3 separate regions of the Mus musculus genome follow, and regions 1 and 3 are each linked to region 2. The links are chromatin contacts, called in public HiChIP or PLAC-seq and promoter capture Hi-C maps. All regions are on one chromosome and are shown on one strand. Each heading gives the region's core, a stretch centred on a gene start, on an enhancer-like site or on the middle of the called end of the contact. The rest is flanking DNA. Distances are from core to core; before and after follow the strand shown.

The links. Promoter capture Hi-C pulls out the DNA fragments that hold promoters and counts their contacts. HiChIP or PLAC-seq counts read pairs in DNA pulled down with a chosen protein or histone mark.
Region 1: a promoter capture Hi-C map of hippocampal neurons shows a contact between it and region 2, with 2.2 times the contacts expected there. The contact joins the promoter of B230398E01Rik here to the promoter of Lingo4 in region 2. A contact is called at or near these places in 10 of 39 promoter capture datasets (the 3T3-L1 cell line, cranial neural crest, frontonasal cranial neural crest and 6 more) and 1 of 484 Hi-C or Micro-C datasets (embryonic stem cells).
Region 3: an H3K4me3 HiChIP or PLAC-seq map of bone marrow-derived macrophages shows a contact between it and region 2, with 7 times the contacts expected there. The contact joins the promoter of S100a10 here to the promoter of Lingo4 in region 2. A contact is called at or near these places in 4 of 39 promoter capture datasets (cranial neural crest, maxillary cranial neural crest, pre-B cells and 1 more) and 1 of 115 datasets of contacts at active chromatin or transcription factors (bone marrow-derived macrophages).

The regions. Positions count from the first base shown.
Region 1 is chr3:94,987,103-94,989,802 of GRCm38.p6, reverse strand. It overlaps B230398E01Rik (a long non-coding RNA gene), which reads left to right and starts at 1,346. Exons shown (of 4, transcript XR_003954666.1): 1 at 1,346-2,700. All of the region lies in intron 2 of Pi4kb (phosphatidylinositol 4-kinase beta), which reads right to left.
Region 2 is chr3:94,397,931-94,400,630 of GRCm38.p6, reverse strand. Lingo4 (leucine rich repeat and Ig domain containing 4) reads right to left here and starts at 1,412. Exons shown (of 2, transcript NM_177250.2): 1 at 1,150-1,412. The coding sequence starts at 1,214. Rorc (RAR-related orphan receptor gamma) reads right to left here. Exons shown (of 11, transcript NM_011281.3): 11 at 2,355-2,700.
Region 3 is chr3:93,553,724-93,556,423 of GRCm38.p6, reverse strand. It overlaps S100a10 (S100 calcium binding protein A10 (calpactin)), which reads right to left and starts at 1,307. Exons shown (of 3, transcript NM_009112.2): 1 at 1,213-1,307.

The DNA.
Region 1 (2,700 bases), core at 97-2,596, 590 kb before region 2:
TTTCCCTCAGGCCAATTCCTGTTTGTTTTTGGAGTTGGCTCAGCCAGCACAGGGTCTAACATTTAGAAAACTGAATAAATATTTGATGGGCTGATGGCAGAAGCCATAAGGAAAGGGTTCTTGGTGGGAGAAATGGGATACTGGAGGTTTCTGCCAAGCAGTCCTTGGCTCTAATCCAGGAGTAAATTCTACCTCTCCCAGCTGTTTGCTCCAGAGACCGAGGGGCTAGGACTAAGCAGCACAACATTCCAGCTGCCGTCTGTGAGCAAAGGATCAGCTGAGCCTGTCAGGGCACTAAAGCTCAGAGGGAATGCCGCCAGGTCTGAAAGCCTGGCAGGGAGATACGAATCTCTGGGAGTCAAAGGGGTCTTCATTGGTCTTAGAAGACATGGGACGGAGAGGAAATGCGGCCACGTGTGGAGCCTGCCACCCAGTCCCAGCCTGGCCCCACTTACGGAACTGAATGAATTATCAATACTCTCGGTGCTGGAGGAGAGCTCCTGGGAAAGGGCCAGAGGGCAAGGGGAAGAAAGGGTGGGGTTGGGGGGAGGGAAAGAGACAAAGGCAAAGAATTTAGCTCCAACTTGGTTCATAACTGCTTCTCTTGTGCAGCTATATCTGCTTTAGTGAAAGACAGTCAGCCTGAAACTGCCAGTTGCCCAGAGTCTAGACATCTGTGGGATGTTGGAAGGCCAGCTCAGACCTTGAGATCAAAAGCTGAAGGCCAAGGCACCTTCTGTTTTCTGTTTTATCTCCTGTTCTTACCTGAACAAATCTTCCTTTTAGATCAAAATCCTAGAGGCTCACTTCTTTCATACCACTCACTCACATGCCTTCAACCAACCCTGTCCTCAAGGGGACAACCAAAAACTGCAAGACCCTTGTGGTACAAAGTCGATGTTCTTGTAGCTTCTTGGTAATCTCAGGAAGAGCTAAACTCCTCTCAGTCAGCCCTGCGATCACCCTAGGAAGCCTAATCCCAACCTTGAACCTGTGTGACAAAGGGCATCCCAAACCCATGAACCTGAAAGCTGTGGGCTGGATGCTCAAAAAATGCAGTCTTATCTCTTCCAAACCTTCTTAGGCTTACTATCAGGCTACTGCACATGACACTAAATATATTGTATTTTTTGATGTATGTTGGACAATTAGATCCTAACTAAATCCACCTGAGAAAGCTAATTAGAAGGGCGGTGGCAATCTTGATTCCAGCCCAAAGTTTAGATCCCAATAATCTAAATATCACCTCAGCTGAGGGCAGTAACACATGCTTGTAACCTCAGTACTTACAAGGCTGAGGCAGGCGGATCAAGAGCTCAAGGCTAGCCCAGGCTACATACTGAGTCTTTCTTAGAAAACAAATAAAAAATTACAAAATAAACAACATCCCTCCCCTGTGCTAGCTGGTATCTGGGAACAAAGTGAGGGACAGCTCCTTCAGTAATCGTGGAATAGCACTCATGGACTGGGCCATCCATCCTGGATTCTATACACTATATCCTACCTGGGCAGGCAGCAGGAACAGGAGCAAGAGAGGGGGGTCTGGACTAAAGGAAAGTCTTGAGAATTCCTAGAGCAAGAAGGCAGTGGCCATTGCACTCTGTTCTATAGCTAGCATTTCAAGCCTCTGCTTAATTCAATTCTATGACTGAAGTTCTTGATAGAGGCACTACATTTGGGTTTTCCTCAAGAATTTAGGCAGAAGATCATTTGCAGGGTGTAGTCACACTTGGAAACACCCTGCTAAGGCTACAACTCTTCTACTTTGGGTAGAAGTGGGAAGGAAAGAGGCAGTGAAGATGTCAGAATCTGTTATAATCTGCTGGTCCAACTTCTATACTTATGCTAGTTGCAGAAGAAAAAAGGCAGAAAATTGGCCTAGCTGATCCTCTCCCAGACAGGCCCCAGTGGGCTCATTAATGTCCATGGCAGACAGTAGGGTCTCATGATCTGTTCTCCTCCTACTCCCTGGGCCTGAGTCACTTGTACTGAGTCAGCTTCAGGGAGTGAAGCTGAAGCCAGGAGCTGACATCACACCCTTATCAGGCTGGAAAGGCTTCCAGTGTGACATGCAGCAGATGCCTCTGTACAAAGGTTACAGTCCTGAAAAGACAAAGCTAATCTCTTTGAAGTGTCATTATGTAGGGGAGGGTGTGATTAAGGGTTGGTTCCTAAATCACTCTCTGATTCTTGTGCCACCTTGCCAACTCTATGGCAAAATATTTATCATTTGGCTACAAATAGGAAGGAAAATTGAGGCTAAGAACTGCTTTTTTGGGGGGGGTGTATGTGAGTCTGTAGGGAACATAAAGGAATCCTCATAAGAACATGGAAACTTCTGTGAGATCTGGCCAATGAAGAAGAGTTTTGTATGGAGACTCCAGGAAGAAAGTAGCCCTGGGCCTCTTCTCTCCCGGAGCCCCCATTTCACTCTTCTGGAGCTCCTCCATAGTGGGAGGAACACGGGATTAACCAGAACCCGCAAGGACAACCAAGACTGGGAGCCAGTGTCAGGGCACACCCAGGAATTCTCCTATACAATGTCTTGCCTGGGCTTTAGAAAAATGTGTAGTTCATTTTAGTAAGGCACGTGCATACTTAATGCTTCCGTAAACTTTTTAATCAAGATATACACTAACTAGATCCTTATATTGGAGCTAGAGCTTTGTTAAACTTTATCAGTTCCTAGTCCAAGAACAG
Region 2 (2,700 bases), core at 163-2,662:
GGCTAGGAGCAGGAGCAAGCTGACACTCCTGGAGGCGGCCTGCTTGCTGTGTTTCCCTGGCTGCAGGTCCTGCACCTCGGGACTTTGAGGCTTCAGGTTTTCTGGGCTCTGTGGCGTTAGCTTTCTGCTGTGTGTCCTATTTTCTCGCATGTAGAATACAGGAGGAGCTGCAGCTCTCCTTTCCTTCCTACACTCCAGGAGAATCATTCTGGAGACTCTCCTCCAGCCACTTCAGAGGATAACGCAGTTGGGAAACTAAAGAAAGATACCAAGTTCAGTCCTCAGTATGGACGCAGAGGAAAGAGCAGAAGGGATACAGGACACTGTTGTGGGATCACTTGGGGAGGGGAAAGAGTAGCAAGGGGCAGCAGCAGCTGTCTCTCTCCTCCCCCTTTCAGGGCCTAATGGGCATCTGTGTGGTACTAAGAGTTCCCAGCCTCTCCTGTCCACCTGACAGCTAGCCCTTCATCACTGTTGCTGCACTTCCTGTTCATCACTTCGCTCTGCATTCAGCAAAAGTGCAGTGAGGCGTGTGTGCCAGCGCCCTTTCTCCTGCTTACATGAGTTTTCTCTTTGTCCCCAAAGCCTGCTAGCCCAGTGGCTGGGGGACTTAGGGTCAACATCTTTTATTTATAAGGTGGCCAATTTAATCAGTCTTCCTTTGTTATCCTCTATGACTACAGGACTGGTCTCTGGTCACTTTGCAAGAAGAGATGGATGGATGTTACAAAACTCTTTCTCTTCCCCTGGGGTCTAGAGTCTGGGGCACTGCCCCCTCAGGGAGATGGAGCTTTCTTGTCTATGTGGCAGCCACAGATTCATTCGAGCACATATCCACTTTAAAGCATGCCAGATTGAGGCATGGGGACCTGCATGGTGAAGGGGCACTTAGGAGAGAGATTTTTGGAGTATCCACACAGATTAGGAGGGCAGCTTTTTAGAGGCTAAAAAAAGCGGGGGGGGGGGCTCCTTGGACTCTCCCTACCAGGGGTACCTGGGACATTTTAGTTTTCCAATCACAGGATGAATGGTCAGCTAGGGTAGAGGGGAAGCTCTCTTTCCTGTAGGCTATTTAACATGGCCTTGTCTTTGAGAATGCCATGGGAAAGGGCAGCTGAGACGTGCCCACAGAGGGGCAGGGGCACTTACCGGAGAAGCTGGGGGGTGGCATCAAGTTGGGCGCTGCATCTCTCCAGGGCTGGGGCCTGTCCCATCCGAGCTGCACCTTGGCCTCTCCACCTTCCCCGTGTGTCTGAGTCCCCACTCCCCACTGCCCGGCAGCCTGCCGCATCAGCCGGCTGGCAAGACTGCTGTTGCTGCCGCCGCTACTGCGGTCGCGCTGCCAAGACCAAAGGAGAGAAAAGAGCCAGGAAGCATTTTTTTCTTTTTTTTTTTTTTTCCCTCCTCTTCTCTCTTTTTAAACCAGAATGAGTCTGCAGCAACCCTGTTGGTGCAAAATAAATAAATAAAGCAACCAGGGAGGGCTGCAGCAAGCGCCACTACGGGATGACGAATCGAATCGGGGGAGGAACTGAAGAGGGGACCCAGGGCTGGGGCAGGGTCTGCTACGGAGACAGCCTGGGAAGCTTGAGAGAGTTTTGACATCCTGGTTCCTCCTGGGGAGCTAGAGAGCTCCCGGGACACCGCTTCCACAGCCTCTAGTCTTTTAGATGCAGGGCAATTCTGTGCAATTTCTAAATCTAAACGGGCCTGTGGGTATCATTTGTTGGAAGTTCTTAGTCTAGAATACCTTCCTTCAGTTTAGCTTGCCATTTCTCTTGTGTCAGGTATCTGAGCACCAGTCTCCCTGGTGGATTGCTTAGCTGAGGGAGAATCTTGGGCGGTGTGTGTGTGTATGTGTGTGTGCTAAAATTCTTATAAAACAGATAAATTGCTGGCTTGACACAGAAACAAAACTGCAGGGCAAGCATGTATCCTAGGCAGTCACATTCAAGTCTCCCAACACCCGACATGTGTGCCCTGCACCCTTGTACAAGCACGCAGGCACGATACACTTCCAGCCTTTGAAATCGTTTTATAAAGAATGGCACAAGTTGGGATTTATGTTTACTTGGCTAAACCCTTCCTCTGAGAGAAAAAAAAAAAAAAAAAAAAAAAAACCTCCCTCCCTCTCATCTGCTGCTTATACCTCCTAGGAGAGTCTGCAGCTTTACAAAACTGAGAGAAATTCTGAGCAAGACTATGGAGGAGAAACAGGTCCCTGTCCTGTTCCTAGTCTCTCCATCATGTGGAGTCAGCAGCACACAGGTACAGAGCAGGGGATGGCGCTGCCTTCCTTCCTCATAGCGTAGAGACTGAAGTCAAGGGCATCTTCCCGGGTGCTGGTCCTTGGGTTTTCCGGCTGGTTAGTATCCGGTCCTCTGCTTCTCTTAGGGACAGAGGACAGCTGGAGCTGGGATGAATTCTGGTGTCCTGTATGAATTAGAACCTCAGGCTTCTCAGAGCTGCAACCTCAAGGAAGAGATTGTGTGCCAGAGGGAAAGTCTACAGAATGGTGTCACTGGGGGCAGAGCCTCTGTGTGCTCCACCTGTGTGGATGTGTGTCTCTGATTAGACTGCTAACGAATCTGACACTTTTAAAGTGTGCAAAGAGGTTTCCATTCTAATTTTTCCAGTGATGTTTTTCTTCATACCCAAACCCCATAAAACAGTTATCTTGGGACCTTATCTCCACCCCAC
Region 3 (2,700 bases), core at 58-2,557, 840 kb after region 2:
TACCTAATTTGAAGTATAACATGCAAAAATCCACTCCTGGAAGCTGAAACTGAAGCTTGGGGAATGGGGGGGGCGGGGGGGAGAGAGACAGACTTGGAATGGTTCTGCCAGTCTAATTACTGCCCTTCCAGGCAGCTCAGACAAGAAACCCCTCCTGCAGGTTGGTGGCCAGTTAGTTGTGACTCATTTCCTCTTGGAAAATGCCCTGGAAGATGGCACAGTTCCTCTTTTCCTTCAGGGAGCGATCTGTTCAAACCATCCACAGAGAATCAGCAACCAGCTAGGCCACACCCAAGGTCTCACAGCTGAGTCACAGGCCACAGATCACTAGGAGAATCCAGGAACCCTTTGTGCTAGCCCCACCCTGCAGAATGTGTCTGGCTTTCCTGGGGTGGGGGGTGGGGGTAGGAAAATGAGGGAGGTGGGTCCTGTGGATTTCAGAATGTGGATCCGGGCTCTGCTGGTCTGTCACATTTCTGTTTTGCTTGCCACCCACTCAGCAATTTCTCCAGAGTCCTCCCAGGCAGGGCTAGGAAAGAGGTCAGTCATTCCTGTTGCCAAGCTCAGGCCGTGAAGCAGGTACGTCCCTCTCACTGCACCACATGAAAATTAATCCCAGACTGAAGATTCTTCACCAAGCCTGCTCTCTCGTTCCATCTCTCTCTGGTTCCCTTTATTTAATCCGAGTAGCTAGAGGAACACTTGGTAGAGAGACAGAAAGTCCTACTTTAAAGATCCTTCCGAAGCAACCTGGAATTTGCACTGAGGCTAAGGCAACAAGCAGAGCAGGGTCCTTCAGAAAGGGAATCCTCCAGCTGCCAAGCCTCCAGTCCTCCCTGGCCAAAGCGGCTCAAACAGCCTGAGCTCTGCCTGTAGCCTGAAGCTTCATGGAACTGCCAACTAGGACAGAGCGCAAGCAGGTTCTGCTAAACTCCAGTTAACTCTAAGACTAGTTGCAAAGTAGAAAAGATGAGAATGAAGAACCACATGCCGAAAAGGAGAACAGAACAGCGGCTCCAACGCCAGGATGGGGTAGCTCCAGACAAGACTGGCCTCCGCCCCAGCGAGTCTGGGGGCATCCGAAGCAGTGTGCGAGCTGGAGGGGTGGCCCCACCCAGGCTCGCGGGGCGCGGCTCCTCGCGAAGCCTGGCTGGAGGCCGAAGCAAGCGGGTGTGGGGTTCCCAGAGGGCAGATATTAGGTGCGGGACTCACCTGGGCCCCGAAGCGCAGCAGTCCTTGGAAGAGCTGGGCACACCACGATGAGGCTAGTGCCGAAGACCGCGCGTCTTTGTACGCGAGGCGGGTACAGAGGGCGGAGGCGCCCCGGAGCGGGAGGAGCCTGGAGGGCAGGCATCTGCCCTCCCCACCCATCCCTCCCTTCCTGCCCCCCACCCCGCCCCACCAGCGCTCTCTCTCTCTCTCTCTCTCTCTCTCTCTCTCTCTCTCTCTCTCTCTCTCTCTCTCTCTCTCTCTCCTTCTCTCTCCAAAACACAAGGCAACACACACGCACACACACACCCTTCCCACTCTGCCAACAGACTAACTTTGCCCGTCCCCAGGGACAGCCCTATTGTAAACGTCCCTGCGGAAGAATGCTCTTAGTATTTCAGGGCATTCTCATCCAGGGCCGTGCCCTTCCTCTCAGGTTTGATTTTAGAAAGTGGGTGAGTGTAGAAATAAGAATCCAGCCGTCTCGGGAGGCACAATGGCCAGAACCAGAGCCAAGAGCCTCTGCGAGAACCTGCAGGGTTAGGAATAATTTCCTAGATAAGCAGGAGGAACGCTTCTACACCTAGCTTGCTCTAGGACCTGGTCTTGGGGTCGCCTGTGTTGAGTGCAGAAGCAAGGCCCCTGGGCTTCAGCCTAGCCTTGCCACCACTGAGTGGTGAGGATCAGGGCGTGTCCTAGTGCTTGTCAGCTTCAGGAGCTTCTTTGTTACAGGGTTCACCTTTCCTGGTACAGTTTGTGATTTTGCTTGGTCGATAGTTTCAGCTGTGGCCAATATTACTAAGATCTGTTTCGGAGCCCCCTTCTTGACTCTACTTGGCTCTAAAAAGCTCTTTGGAAGAAACTTCTGGAAGATATTTAGAGACGACTGAAGTGTATCCTAACTGACAACCACACCCTTCCCTGATACTTAACATTATTTGTGGTTTGGGATTAAATGCAGTTATTGGTGACACAGCCCAGTCCCTAGCACTGGGGTTTCCCCTGTTCCCAGGGGAAGTCCTAGAAAGGATGAGAGATTCCAAAGGGATAAACAGAATTAGGGAATTCTCTATGCGCCACCACGTGACAGTCTCGGCAGAGGTCAGGAAAATCCAACTTGGATCAGCTCTGTTTTCTCCAGGGTCTCTGAAACCTCAGTTCTGGCTCTTCAAAAGCAGTTTTTCCTTCCAAATCTTCCCACAGGCCTCCCCAGGTCGTCGCAGCTGTGGAGGAAATCTCAGGGAAAATGTGATCGAATTTAGAATACTCCTACTCACTGGTTTTCTGGGGCATGAGCCTTAGAATGTTTAGTTTGTGCTAGAGCCTGTTGATTCAGAGATGGGGAATCAGTTTCTTCTTTCAAAGAGCGCCGAGGTTTCTGAAGATATTGTAAACAATTCCCTATGGTTGATGAGCAGTACAAGAATGTTGGACAGGGGCTTCTAAGGCCCCATAGTGGGGCAACAGTCTGATTCACAGAGGAAGCAACAT